2 separate regions of the Mustela erminea genome follow, and region 1 is linked to region 2. A link is a contact called in public Hi-C data. All regions are on one chromosome and are shown on one strand. Each heading gives the region's core, a stretch centred on a gene start, on an enhancer-like site or on the middle of the called end of the contact. The rest is flanking DNA. Distances are from core to core; before and after follow the strand shown. Region 1 holds the start of CCDC83 (coiled-coil domain-containing protein 83). Region 2 has its middle 30 kb from the start of EED.

Region 1 (2,700 bases), core at 133-2,632, 300 kb before region 2:
GTGACTCTTAATCTCACAAAACAAACTGAGGGTTGCTGGGGGAGGGGGGTTGGGAGAAAGGGGGGTGGGGTTATGGACATTGGGGAGGGTATGTGCTTTGGTGAGTGCTGTGAAGTGTGTAAACCTGGCGATTCACAGACCTGTACCCCTGGGGATAAAAATATATGTTTATAAAAAATTAAAAATTAAAAAATACATATATTTTTAAAAGTTCTCAATTTGTTTATTAATATAACACAGATCTAATTAGAAAACATGATAATGTATTTTTAATATTTAATGTTTTAAATTTTAAGAATATTTTATTTATTTATTTGCAAGACACACACACACACACACAGAGCACAAGCAGTGGAGCGACAGAGGGAGAAGGAGAAGACTCCCAGAGGAGGAGCCCAGCATGGGGCTCCATCCCAGAACCCTGGGATCATGACCTGAGCCAAAGGCAGGTGCTTAACCCACTGAGCCACCCAGGCGACCTGATAATCTATTCTTTGTTAATCAAACTCAAGAATGCCAAACAGGCGACTTACGAAGAGTGGCTGTTCACGCGAGGGCCTCACTTCCGTTCCCCGACAGAGAGAGAACGATTTGACTCGGGGGTTACTAGCCTAAGTAGGTGCTGCCAGGATGCAAGAAACTATCTTGAGGCAGAGAATGAGGGGGAGATGCAGGAGAAAAAAGGGAAACTTCCAAGGTCGTAGGCTTGTGATATATTTTCCCCTCGAATTAGGACGGAGCTGCAAAAAGTAGAAAGAAGGGGAAAGATGGAATCAAAATCTGTGTTGGTTTTCTTGAGGTTTAGGAGCAAAAAATAAAGCGAGAAGCAAACTAGGATCAAGGGTCTTTCAGAGCTGGACGTTATCATATAAACACTTAGTCCAGGGGGTTGCAGTTCTGTTTAGAGTCAAACCCAAAGGAACTCTTAAAACAGAGAAGAGAGAAGCGAAGCCTGGGTGGCCGAAGGGTGAGTGGGGCAGGACCCGCGCGTGCGCACACACCCCTTCCCCCTCCCCACCCACCGCTGCGAGCCTCTGGAAACCGACGGAGCAGCCTCTGTGTCTCACTTTAAACTGAAGAAACAGACGCGCAGATCCAAGTGTGTCTCACGGTCACAGCGCAGAGCCGGATGTCACGTCTCCACACAACTCACTACTTATGGGTTTGCCACTGGGGGGAGGCAGGGAGGTGGCTGGCGTTTTGTGCAATCAGCAGGGTGAGCCGTGGCGGTGAGAATCGCTCAGGAAGAAGGCGGGAGGGCTGCATCTCCGCGGCGCCAGGGGCGGTGCGGGCCCTTCGCCCAGACTCTTCCCCCTTGCGGCCACCAGGTGGCGCGCCTGGCCCGCGGGTAGCGTCTGCGCAGCGGGGCGGGAGGGGGACGCCCTCGCGCGCGCATCGCCTTGGAAACGGAAGGCGCTGGTGCAGCCGCGGTGTGGGTGGGCCTGGTCCGCGGGCGGGTTGCTCGCGCTACTAGGAATCCACTGCAGTGCATCCGCACCTGGAAGCCGTCAAGGGGAGGTAGGGAGACTGGCAGGGCTCCTCGCTCGGCCCCTGACTCCTTCCAGTCTGACACTTAAGACGTGACATCTCCGCCCCACCCCCACCAGCCCTCGGAGCTGGCTCCGAGCCCACAGGGGCCCGGGGTCGCGTCCTCCTGGCGATCTCCTTGCTCCTGGACCGTTGGAAACCGCCAGGAGGGGTCCTCATGGGCCCGCCCCTGCGCAGGAGATCGAAAGGGAAGGAGATCTTTTGATCTGATCAAAATACTGCTCTCTCTTTCCTCCTTGCAGTAGCACCCCCGGATGCGTTGCTTATTTCTCTTCTAGATCTTCTGTTCCTGGAGGGCAGGATCTAAATATAATTCAGGTTTGTAACTCTCGCGGTGCGTTCACAGCCTCTAGCACACCGTACATGCTCAGGAAACGAATCCTTCCATTCGTATGGAGTTTGAGGCTCAACAGTATTCCCAAAGCGTTTGAGCTTCCTTTGTAACCCTGACGGGAGGCAGGAAAGATGGGAGAGAACCCAGGGTCAGAGGGGGTTCAGCGGCTTGTTCGAGGTTATAAAACTCACTAGTGGAGGAGCTGGGACTCAAGTCTCCATCTGCTTAGTGCTCTTCTCACCGCACTCCCAGTTCTGTGAATGTCCTTTGAGTGAGGGCTCCCACAGCCTGCATCCTTCTCGGGCCCCGCGCAGAGCCCTCCTGCCGGGGTGCTCCCTGAGTGCCCTGAGTGTCGTTTCTGGTCTCTTCCTCACCCTCCCGGTCCGCAGACTGGCTTCCGCTCCTGGCGCTGGAGGCTGCAAACATCCTTCTGAAGAGGACACTTAGTTTCTTTCTTTGATTAATTTGTTAGATTTGTATAGTACCTTGCTTCTTCACTCCCCTTCTGACTCCATGATTAATTCTGTGCTGGCAAGAGAGAGTTGAGGAGTGGCTGGGAGAGGAAAGATGTCCCACTGAAGAAAGAAATATACACACATATATATTTCTGTGAAGGCAGAGAAGGAAAGTGATAAGATTGGGCATTTATCATTGTGTGTCTGATAACAGTTCATGGATTTCCTTGAATCCCGCTCCCCACCCCAAGACCTGGTTCCAGTAGATTCATATTCACCACTGTTCTTTGAAGCTAGAAGCCTTTTTGTTCTCTTCCACCACCCGAGGATGAAAATACTACATGTATTTCCCTTATCCTTACA
Region 2 (2,700 bases), core at 62-2,561:
TCATGGTGATTTTTATTTTAAAACATGCACATATATAGTCAGAAACAGTAAAAGTGCATACATCAAAATTATCTTTGATACAATTATGGCTAATTTTTGTTTTACACTGTGTTTTTTGTGTCTTCAAATATTCTGCATTAGTTATGGATTTTATAATGAAATAAATTGTTATTAAATTAGAAAGTTAGGAGTACGTTAAATGATAGAATAAAAGATTTGTTGGGCTGGAACACATGGACCTTCATATAAGAATATCAGATGGCGGGCGCCTGGGTGGCTCAGTGGTTAAGCCGCTGCCTTCGGCTCAGGTCATGATCTCGGGGTCCTGGGATCGAGTCCCGCATCGGGCTCTCTGCTCAGCAGGGAGCCTGCTTCCTCCTCTCTCTCTCTCTGCCTGCCTCTCTGCCTACTTGTGATTTCTCTGTCAAATAAATAAATAAAATCTTTTAAAAAAAAAATATCAGATGGCATGCTAGAATAATAATGTAACTCCTATAACTGGACCATGGAAGATGGTTTTAAAAATGCTTTCTGAATATATGAATAAAAACTAGTGTTAAAATTATACCTCTCTGACACACCCACAAGCTAGGGTAAGTCCTACACCTGTGTAGGCTGCCTGCTTTCCCATAGATTTGCACCTAAACACTACTGTGAACTGGTGAAACTAAGAATTTACAGTATTGTCATCTCTCTCCTGTAAGTCATTCACAGGCCTCCTTTACTCCTGTAGGTTAAACATCTCTCCAGGGTCCTAGATTCGTGCCATCATCGCTCTTGGCGTTTCCAGCTTCTCACTCCTAAATTAAGTGGGACCGAGTCTGTCCACGAAGATAGCCTTCATTTTAGAGAAGGTGTGTGCCTCACAGTTGGCTTTGCATTTCTTCCAATTCCAGGCTTCTGCTGATGAGACTGTTTTGGTCCCAGAAGTGAATCCTGGCCAAAAGCAGGTTCTCCCTCACCATGAAGGACAGAGCTGCACCACGGTGCAGGTAGGTGCCTTTGCATTCTCAGCCTCTCAAGGATACCTTTTCTGGTGTCAGAAATAGCCCTCTGTCTCTGCCTATTGGTAATCAGTAGCTGAAGCATTGAGCAAGAACTCTCTCAGCAAGAATTCTGCCCATTGAGATCCTGCCTCCGAAGTCCCAGTGACCAGTGTGACTTATGTGACCACACCAGATGCACATCTTATTACAGTTACGTGGGAACAATCTGACCAGATCCTGAATCATGCATGGAGCTGTTACAGGCTTTTCACCAGACATATGCACAAAGGACACTGGGGCTTTCTGCCCGTTATCTTTATTGCCAGCTCACGCTGGCTCCAGATCCTATCGAGCTGGACAATGTGGACTCCCCAGTGATATTTTTGCCCTTCTGACTCAGAATGTCCCAGCAGACGCCAAACGCAAGGCAGAGAAGAGATGAAAAGATAAGTACATTACTAGATCTAAACAAAGCTAAGGATCCCCGGAGATGATTGATAGGGAAAATATTTTCTCAGCCCACTTCCACTTATGACTTTCTTCCTCCAACACAATCTCCCGCAGAAGTTTCTATAAAATCTCCATTTTGTTCTAGATTCACTTGAGTTCCTTTTTCTTGGGAATGAAGGACAGAAGTCTTGAGCACCCCCTAGAGGTAGGAGTGTGCTAGTAAGAGTCTCCTCAGCCTCGCTCTTGACTTCAGTCCACACAGTCCATCTTAACAGCAACCTTAGTTAATTGCTTGCCGTCTTCCACCCACTTCCAGCCTGCTTCTAGGTGACCTGTCTTTAGCCTGATCAGGGGACATCTGACTGCAGCTTCTATCCTGTCGTATTTCAGCGACTCTAATCTCTATAATAGGAAGTTCTCCTTGCTAGCTGCTTAAACAGTACAGTTTATGTTTCCATCTTGTCTCACATTGTCTCTTTTAATATAAGTACTTTGTTAGTCATATTCTACTTGACATCTCTCCCCCAAGTTTCCTTCCTCTTTATCCTTATTATTGCTCTTCATTTTACCTAGAATTCTTTTCCTTCCCTGGGCCCTCATCGCCTCGTGAAAATCGTTTCCATTCATTAAAAGCCCAAGTCCCAGGCCAGCTTCCCCACACCCAGCTCTGAAATCCTGTAGAACTTGTTTACAAAGCCTTCCTATATTCTCCTTTGTATTTTAGTTATCTCTACATTGCTTATCTTATTCTATTCAACCAAATGCCTACTACAGTGTCAAGGTCTAGTGTGCGGTAGATGATCCGTTGCTAAATGTTGAATTATATTGTTGAAGTATGATTTCAAACAACCCATTTTCAAAGAACAGAGATAACCACACTGTTGAAAAGGAAAGAAGACAGAAAGAAGAGAAACAGGACTGGAAGAGAAAGGTCACGAGAATCTCAGCCTGCTGTGGAAAGAACACTGATGAAGGATCAGCAGCCTGGGCTCAGGCCTCACGTGGCTGTTAATGACCTAAATGAGCACGAAACTACTCTCCAGAGAATCAAGGGAGTGGGTTCCATCTCAAGTTTGTCACCACGATGAAACTGTATGAGCATCTCCCCATCTAGGCTCCTGATAGCTGACCAAACAAGATAGCGTTGAGACTGCATGCAGAGCCCTAGCATCAGATGTGTGCTAAGACCTGTTGATGCCTCCTTTCGTCCCACAAAATGGAAACATTCTGCAACATTCTCAATTTTAAGAAAGGTTTGCCTTCT

What was found. A called contact is a pair of places that touch in the nucleus more often than the background predicts.
Region 1: a Hi-C map of spleen shows a contact between it and region 2, with 4 times the contacts expected there. The contact joins the promoter of CCDC83 here to the enhancer-like site in region 2. A contact is called at or near these places in 2 of 3 Hi-C or Micro-C datasets (skeletal muscle and spleen).

Annotation. Positions count from the first base shown.
Region 1 is chr9:44,760,851-44,763,550 of mMusErm1.Pri, reverse strand. It overlaps CCDC83 (coiled-coil domain-containing protein 83), which reads left to right and starts at 1,382. Exons shown (of 11, transcript XM_032357476.1): 1 at 1,382-1,518.
Region 2 is chr9:44,461,927-44,464,626 of mMusErm1.Pri, reverse strand. No RefSeq gene overlaps it. Among named protein-coding and RNA genes, the nearest start is that of EED, 30 kb to the right of the region's middle. Within about 2 kb of position 1,311, the one cell type or tissue checked has open chromatin away from gene starts, as enhancers often do.